Linked DNA regions of Mus musculus: region 1 is linked to region 2. The links are chromatin contacts, called in public HiChIP or PLAC-seq maps. All regions are on one chromosome and are shown on one strand. The core of a region is the stretch at or near the end of the contact, and the rest is flanking DNA. Distances in the headings are between cores, read along the strand shown.

Evidence for each region. HiChIP or PLAC-seq counts read pairs in DNA pulled down with a chosen protein or histone mark.
Region 1: a contact with region 2 is called in an H3K4me3 HiChIP or PLAC-seq map of bone marrow-derived macrophages, with 6 times the contacts expected there. The contact joins two enhancer-like sites. A contact is called at or near these places in 1 of 15 datasets of contacts at CTCF or cohesin (large pre-B cells), 3 of 484 Hi-C or Micro-C datasets (bone marrow-derived macrophages and nephron progenitors), 4 of 115 datasets of contacts at active chromatin or transcription factors (the 230-238 cell line, bone marrow-derived macrophages, embryonic stem cells and 1 more) and 2 of 9 other capture datasets (bone marrow-derived macrophages and embryonic stem cells).

What each region holds. Positions count from the first base shown.
Region 1 is chr17:5,709,868-5,714,479 of GRCm38.p6, forward strand. Zdhhc14 (zinc finger, DHHC domain containing 14) reads left to right here. Exons shown (of 9, transcript NM_146073.3): 4 at 2,521-2,658. Among named protein-coding and RNA genes, the nearest start is that of Gm41519, 59 kb to the right of the region's middle. Within about 2 kb of position 2,159, at least 31 of the 459 cell types and tissues checked have an H3K27ac peak or open chromatin away from gene starts, as enhancers often do. A contact at or near this core is called in bone marrow-derived macrophages, where this site is marked.
Region 2 is chr17:5,558,119-5,562,313 of GRCm38.p6, forward strand. The region is part of intron 1 of Zdhhc14 (zinc finger, DHHC domain containing 14); the gene reads left to right. Among named protein-coding and RNA genes, the nearest start is that of Gm52305, 33 kb to the left of the region's middle. Within about 2 kb of position 2,248, at least 3 of the 459 cell types and tissues checked have an H3K27ac peak or open chromatin away from gene starts, as enhancers often do. A contact at or near this core is called in bone marrow-derived macrophages, where this site is marked.

The DNA of each region.
Region 1 (4,612 bases), core at 909-3,408, 150 kb after region 2:
AGCCTCTCTAGCTCATGGGTGGTACAGGGGAAAACAGGAGAGATGTAAGCTGTAAGCTCGGTGTTGGGGTAGAAGGGACGGCAGGTTCACAGGCCCATGATACCTGATTTCTGCATCCCCAGAGAGGCCTGGAAGCCTCAGACCTGGTAGCCACTATGAACACCACATCTGCAGAAGAGACACGAGAGACAGTCCATGGAGAATGGCTCGGTGCACCTGCAGTTTTAGTGGGACTTTGTCCACCAAGAAAGTTTCAACAAGACACAGTTCTAAGGGAAATGACATACAGGCCAGGCTTCGGGAGAGCCATGCCCCAAGCCCAACCTGAAAGTGCTAACTTCCCAGAAGCCTCCAGGAGACCACAAGACTCAAAGGGTCATCCTTGGCTGTCTGTCCTGCTGTCAAGAGATCGCAGCAGTGTTGTTTGGCTAGATTTAAAGATTTCTGAACTAAAATCAAAAGGCCTACCCTGTGGAAATGGGTCACACGGAGTAAAACCTTGTCCTCTGGAGGCTTCTAGATGCCAATGGCTCCTCATGTGCCTTGCATGCTCTCAGCTTTTGCTGAGAGCCGTTTTCCCTGCCTTCCAGAGGCTCCGTCTCTATGCAGGATTTGCAGAACCAGCCATACCACTGAAGGCAGAGTCTGGCCCAGCATGCTTATCAGCTCCTGGCTTCTGCTCCCACTCCCATTTTCTATACTCAGCTGTCAAGCAGGAAAGTAATTGCTTGAAATAATAGCCTTATAGTCTTGGGGAAAATCTGGCTGGTCCAGATATTTCCCCTGTCTTTTGCATCCTTCATCATGTGGACCTGATGTTGTATAGGTGGTGGACTGATGACTTAGGGGAGATGATGTTTGCTTGTTTAATTTTTTTAAGACATTTTTAGGCTCACAAAAAAAATGGAAAGGAAGGTACAGTTTTCATCTACCCGCCACCCCTATGCACACAGCATCCTTACCAGAGGAAGCATATCTGTTAGGGCTGACAGCTCTGTGTTGACATAATGTCAGAGTCTGTGGCTTACATTAGAGATTAGGGGCCCCCGTGATCTTGAACAAATATCCAGTGGCATAATAGGTATCTATTAGTACCTAGCACAGACTGCCTGCGTAACTCACCGTCCCCTAGCCACAGTGAGGCAGTTTTTATTGAAGGGGTTAGGAGACAGTGTGTGTTAATGTGGAATTCCCAGGGACACACCAATAGTAATCACTGTCCCTAAGTGTCTGCATTTCATGGGTCATCAGCTCTGTCACCAGGCCACTGCGCTTGGAATGTGTCCTGCTGTCCCCTCTTCTTGTTCATGTTGCTTGCAGTCCAGTGTCCCTTCCATTTCCTAGATCATGAACCTTACCCAGGTGTCCTTGTGCCTTTTCAACAATGGCACGTAGGGGTTCATAATCAGTGGCTCCTGAAGCTGACCACCTTGCTCACCTCTGTTATATTTTTTTTATAAAGTCACACTTGGTAGCACAGTCCCTCTATGTTTTCTGAAGCCCAAACAGAGAAAGTATGGAAATTAGGTAGGCAGAAAGCAGAGGAAAGAGCCCGAGTATAAAGCTAAGTTGGATGCTGAACGTCCCCCAGCTCACAGGTGGTCTAAAGGGAGTGGGTGGTCAGTCTGCATGGGAGATTATCTGGATAGAAAGAGGAAGCACTTTGCTCATAAGAGGAAGAACAGACCATAAATGCTTTGCAGACATTGAGTGAATTCCCCAAAAATGAGAAGCCTTGGTCTTCCACTTTGGCACAGTGGAGTAATGGCGTGCAGTGCCCAAACATAGCTTGCTGCCATTAGGAAAGACCACAGGCAGTGTATATGCTAGATGAAGCATCTCCAAAGGGCTGGTCTCAGGGCTAATTGTTCTGATGCTCAACTGGCTGCCTCTGCACACACTCTCCCATCTCTTCATGCCTCGCTTTGCTTGTCTCTAAGATAGCATAGCGACATCATTTCCTGATAGGAATGTATTAATGTACGTGACTAGTTTGAGTTAAGGGACGATAACTGGAGTGGGAAAACAAAGGGTTGTCCTCCTGTCCTGCCCGAGGCCCATTCAGACTCTTTCTGTGACCATTTACTGTGTCCCGGGCCACCCAATGACATAGCCAGCGCCAGCCCCAGCCCCAGCCCCAGCCCTGCCCAGTCCTTGTCATCAGATAGTGTTGGCACCATTTAAGGGAAGATTGTTCTGTGAACACAGAGGTTCTTTGTGAGGAAGAATCAAGTCTTTACTTCTGAGTTTGAGAATGTATGCTACTGTTTCTTTCAGTAACCATTTGAGAGGAATTCACATCTGGTGTTTCAAACCACCTGTGTTCTGTTGAAAGACTAACTATGCTCCTGAAATGTTTCAGTGTTAGTAAGGTCCTCTCGGAGTTGTCCATTTGGAAATACATAATCCGATATTGTTCTGCTATATTATTGGAGTATCTTGGGAGGGAGGGGCTCCCTGGAGTAAACAGATATCTTATTAATTAAATTCCATTTTTCTTTTCTCTGCCTCTCATTTCAGAACAGTTTGATCACCACTGTCCCTGGGTAGGCAACTGTGTGGGGAAAAGAAACTACAGATTTTTTTATATGTTTATTTTATCCCTGTCCTTTCTGACAGTCTTTATATTTGCATTCGTTATCACACACGTCATCCATCGTAAGTATGCCTGGCGGAACAGGTGACGTATGTAATCATTTGCCTGACCTTGGCTTTTCTCATGTGATTCTGAGTTACTGTTTCTGACCATTCTGGCTTTCTCCCCACCCCCCAGCCCCTCCTCCCTTCCAGTCTACTCACTCTGGGCTTCTCTTTCTCCATCCCTCTCCATCCCCCCCATTCCTAAACCCCATCCCTCCAATGGCAGTTTCCAGACGATACCTGGACCAGGTCCCACTTATGCTAACAAGGCATCACACTGACATGCCTGCCCTCTCCCACTTCAGTGATGTCTGCGGGGGGGGGGGGTGTCCCCTGAAAGGTTCACCACTCCGTTTTGTACAGACATAATGAAAACTACCGAATAGCTGAATCTGCTCCTGAATGACCCGTGGTTTAAAAATATACATCCCTAGAGGAAGGATATGTCATGGTATCGACTGACCCATGGTTTAAAAATATACATCCCTAGAGGAAGAATATGGCTGAGGACAGATACTGGGTTTTCTCCTCCACACATTATATATGTTCAAAATATACATCCAATGAGATCCTCAATTTCCTGCCACAGTATGTACAGTCTCTGATGAATAAGGAATGTGGCTTTTTTTTTTTAAGTTAGATTTGAGGGTAAGTGATTTTAACCTATTTGCATAAGAATGCAGCTTTTTTTTTTTCCCTCATTCTCCATTGTGAAGTTCATACTGAGCTTCTTTGTCTCCAAGTTATTCCCTTTCCTACAACTGGGGATGCTGAGAAGGAAGTTAATTGGTATTGAGCTACAAATCTAGACCTTTAAACTTCCATTAGAGTGTCACTGCCCACATTAGCTAGCAGTTCTGCCTCTCAGCCATTCCCAAAGTAAAGAACCCATTAGCAAGCACACAGCCTTGCTCTGGCGTGTTTCTGGAAGTATCTAAACAGAGCGGCTCTATTGTCTTCCCCTGCTGCTGTGGATCTTATGAATGGAGCAGGCTAAGGCTCTGTAGATTCCATTTCCCTCTCCTCCTGTTCGGGTGGAGTCCAGGGATGGACTAGGGAAGTAGGGGTCCAGAATGGTTCCCAGCGGTCTCCAAGCAGCAGTCAAGTGCAGCCATCAGCTACCCAAAGGACTCGCAACTCTTCTCATCTCCAGGCATTTCTGATGCAATTCTCTTGTCCGGACGGGACACAAACCGGGAATACATGCCTGAGAGTCTAAGTCAGTGGGTTTGTGGAAGAAGCTTGGTACTCATCGGAGTCTTCTTCCATGCCTGTTGGAGCTGGTGCCAAGGTGGCTTTGCAGAGAGCCCCCTTTCTTGGGGCTTTTTGAATCCCCAAATGGCAAAAGCAGAGCTGGTCTGTAGGTTCATGCACAAAAGTAGCAGAGAAAAAGCCAAGGGTGTTAGGTGTTGTCTTGAAGGAAGTGATTGTGCACCTGGGCATACTCTGCACATACATGATACTCAGAAATAGTATTTTATTTTTGCCTTACATTCTTTTATAAATTTTATAAACTTTCTTATGAAAAAAAAAACTTGCAGATAAAAAAAAATCATGTGCAAAATTAACCAGGGTCCAAACCCTGTGCCGCACCATGAATCTGCACATGGTTGAAATAGGCACGACTTACAATCTCACATCCTTCAGGAAAGCTCAGGCAGCTTCCGGTTCACGCTATCAGGTTGCATTCCGAGCCTCACCAGAGCTTTCCGCCTGCTTTTCCCTTGCTCAATCTTGTATATAAACACCAGGAAAACATATGCACACTTGTGCAGTTCCTCACACACGCGTACACACTCATAAACCTCACAAGCTTTCACACTTACACCTGGTCACATGTCGTCATGCACCTGCACACACACACACACACTAAAAACCTTTAAAAGTTGTTTAAAGTAGGATGTCATTATATCAAACACAAAGCCTGATCTCTCTTCTCATCAGATTCAGCTTAGCTCAAACTCCCCCAATG
Region 2 (4,195 bases), core at 998-3,497:
TTGAACATGCAGGCTGAACTGTTTCCATGTAAATTAACAGGGAGCAAAATGGGCAAGAAGAAAGGAAGGCCTGGCCTGAGGTGAATGGGTGGTGCCTAAGAGTCAGAGTCCTGGGTTAGAGTTTGACTTTCTGGTCTGTTATGGAGGATATTTGTCAAGGAGGAAGAAAAAGCCAGACTGTTTCATTTCCTCACCATTGCTACTGCCTTTATGTGGTAAGGGTTGTGGTATAGGGTCCTTTCCTGAACACCTGTCCTAGGTTCCTAGGTGCCACAAATGCTAGGGGCTTAAAGTGTGTGTGTGTGTGTGTGTGTGTGTGTGTGTGTGTGTGTAAAATTAAGCTTAATTCTATCATGGACTTCAGGTCTCTGACCAGTGAATAGCAGCCAAGTCTCAAGTATGGTGGAGTAGAAGGGGTAAATAGAGCCTCCTCTGAATGGCTCTCAGACTGAAGGCCATGACTCCTTTGGGGTTGAACAACCCTCTCATGGTGACCTAAGGCCATTGGAAAACACAGATATTTACATTATGATTCCTAACAGTGGCAAAATCACTTTTATGAAATAGCAATGGAAATAACTTTATGATCAGCACCTTATGAGGAACTGTTTAAAGGTTGGGCAGCATCAGGAAGGTTGGGAACTGCATGTATAATTGAACATAGCAATTGCACAGTCACAGATGACCACCCCGCTCTGTATTCAGTTCACTCCAGCGGTCAGTGTGTCCCACCTGTGCGGAGTTTGTCTCTGCCTTCAATGCCAGCTCCCTCTTCTCCAGTGTCACCTTCGGTTGCCTGATACCTGATCATCATAAGGGACCTGGGCGTGGAGGACAAATTAAGTTCCTACTCGGAATCTGGCTATGTGCTGAGACTAATGAGAGACAAATGGGGAATTTAACGAAGCTTTTGATTTTATGGCTTCGATCATAGGTGCTACAGCGGACAGCTCCTCACAGAGCCCCTCTTCCAGCTGTGTTAGAAGTCATGACCATATTTAAAAAATGAAAATATTTTCATGTATATTAGTAGTTCCCATTAACTATTAAAGGGAGACATTAAAATCTTCACCTGTGTGTGTGCATTAATCAGAATCAAAACCAGGCAAGATGTCCAATTCCCATTTGCGCATTTTTTATTTTATGTTCATTACTGTTTTGCCTGCCTGTATGTGTGTGTGAGGGTGTCAGATGCCCTGGAATTGGTGGCACAGAGAGTCGTGAGCTGCCATATGAGTGCTGGGAATTGAACCAGGGTCCTCTGGAAGAACAGCCAGTGCTCTTAACCACCGAGCCATCTCTCCAGCCCCGCCCATCTGGTTTTAAAGGAGAAAAGTGGTACCCAGAGAAGTACAGTGGCCTGCCTAAGGCCACACACTGACAATGAGGCAGGGCAGCCGAGAAAGTGACCTGAAACATAGTTGGTATTTCCTGACACTTGAGCCTTAGGCTGTCACCGAAGTTTCTCGGTTGATGGCTACACTTCAGTGTGAAGGAAGATGCATTTCCTGGGGTGTGCAGTTAGGCTGACAAAGAATTGACAGGGTTGATAAGCACTCTTGACTCATGAAAAATTTTGGTCCATTAAATACATTCATTTCCTACCCATCATAGGTTTACCTGAATATAAGATAAAAACAGAAGAGAAAGAAAGATGTGTAATATATCATGGATAGTGTGCTCTCTATTGTGTCTCTACTTCCACTTCTTGGCATTCACTTTGCTTGTTGGATTCAGTGTCTGGGGACATGAACTAGTCTTTCTCTGAGCAGGATCAGATGACACTATGCACTGGCTAGTTTTGTGTCAACTTAACGCAGCTGGAGTTATCACAGAAAAAGGAGCTTCAGTTGAGGAAATGCCTCCATGAGATCCAGCTGTAAGGCATTTCCTCAATTAATGATCAAGGGTTTCAGGCCCCTTGTGGGTGGGACCATCTCTGGGCTGGTAGTCTTGGTTCTATAAGAGAGCAGACTGAGCAAGCCAGGGGAAGCAAGCCAGTAAAGAACATCCCTCCATGGCCTCTGCATCAGCTCCTGCTTCCTGACCTGCTTGAGTTCCAGTCCTGACTTCCTTGGTGATGAACAACAGTATGGAAGTGTAAGCCGAATAAACCCTTTCCTCCCCAACTTGCTTCTTGGTCATGATGTTTGTGCAGGAATAGAAACCCTCACTAAGACACGCTAATTTCCCTCTGACTCATCACTGATGGTAAAATTCATTCAGAAAGTCTGGAACCTGAGCAAGCCACTGTGCTGGTCAGCCTACACCCCAGCAGCCAAGGGCTTTGAAGGCAGGCTATACAGGAACTTGTACAGGAACTTCCTGCCTTTTAAGCTTATGACCTTGAACTGTTGTAATTTCTGTGAGTTATGTTCTTACCTTAAAGTGAGGGCCATACTGACACATAATGACGAAGATGCTTTGAGGACTAACTGAGCTTTGAACACCCAAAGCTCTTGACAGCTTCGAGCAGGTCATGAGAAATTAATGAACATGATGTCGCTATAGACACAGCCCTATTTTCTGTCTGATTAGAAGGCTATGCTAGATACTGAGGTGAGATTAAGTAAGTTATCAATTTATAGTAGTTCTCAAACCAAACTAATTTGCAGATTTTTCCATAAGAGTCTTGGTCTTACCTAATTGTGCTTTGGAGACACATATGGTAGCAACTTGGGTAAATATTTATAAATGTTAGCAAACATGGTTTTGAAGAGGGTTGGTTTGGAATCTATGCAACATGTTGAGCTAGGAATTAATAAAGAACTGTAGGGCTGGTGAGGGGTCTCGGTGATTAAGAACATTTACTGTGCTTGTTGAGGATCTGACTTTGGTTCCCCACGCTCATTCGAGGTGTCTGATACCACCTGTAACTCCAGCTCCAAGGAATCTAATGCCCTCTGCTGGGTTCCACAGATACTGCATGCACGTGCACATACACACACACACACACACACACACACACACACAGCTTCTAAGAAAACTCACATATTTCCGGCAAGTTTGTTGATGCCTTTCGACAACTGGATTTCAGTGTTTGTTTGTTTGCTTGTTTGTTTTTGCTTTGTTTTTTTTGTTTGTTTGTTTTTCGAGACAGGGTTTCTCTGTATAGCCCTGGCTGTCCTGGAACTCACTTTGTAGACCAAGCTGGCCTCGAACTCAGAAATCCACCTGCCTCTGCCTCCTGAGTGCTGGGATTAAAGGCGTGCGCCACCACGCCCGGCTTCAGCGTTCTTCCTTATGTAAGCTGACAAATACTCTCCAAGCAAGACAGATGCACAAAGAGGAACAAACTGCAAATAGCTTCTGCTCCCATATACTGCCCACAGGAATCTTGAGTTAGATCCTTTCAAACCGATGCCTGTAATTGACATTTTCTTTCCTCTTATTTTTAATTTACAGCATCACTTATCTATTCATAGTAAAACATTTCAATTTTTTTGGCTTGTTTTCGAATTTCTCCCCAGAGTGGGAGAACCTTTGATGTGAAAAACCCAGCATTGTGTCTGCCTGTGCTGTAGATGTTGCTGAGCCCCTTGTGGACAGGATCCGACCTGATGTCTGGCTTAGGTGAGATATTGAGGCTATGATATGTGTGCCATGCTTTTGACTCCAAAGGAGCCGACTCATCTTTAAAGTGACCTTGCTGGCTGCTGCTGACCCTTGGTACACCTCCCTGTGATAAATTTAGCACAAATCAATGTCAGAAATAGTAACAAGTTTTTGAGGTGTGTGAGGCGGTAAATAGAAGAGCAATGACCTTTACCCTTTCCAGGTGGTGGGTTGTTCTCCGAGATGGAGAGTAGTGAAATCTGTACCTTATCGCTGACATTGAAAGCAGAGTTCTCCTAGGACCTTGATCATGGGCAGCTAGCCCCAATACCTAACACAAGAGACACAGTAGGCCCTGTATTTAATGAATGTTGATGTACTTAGTGTTTATTACGTAAGCATAATTTGTCAATAAATGAATGTATGAATCCATTGGATAGTACAGGAAATAATTGTGGGATGCAGTAAAAAGAATTATGTAAGAACATTTGGCTTAGGTAATTCAAATTAATTTCTTTAGGGTAATAGAAGAAATCATGCAGAAATAAACAGTCATCTCCATTCTTAGAAACCACTATCTTCATTCTTAGACGTTCTGAAAGGCTTCCTTTCTGAATAATAATTACTGAGGATGACATAT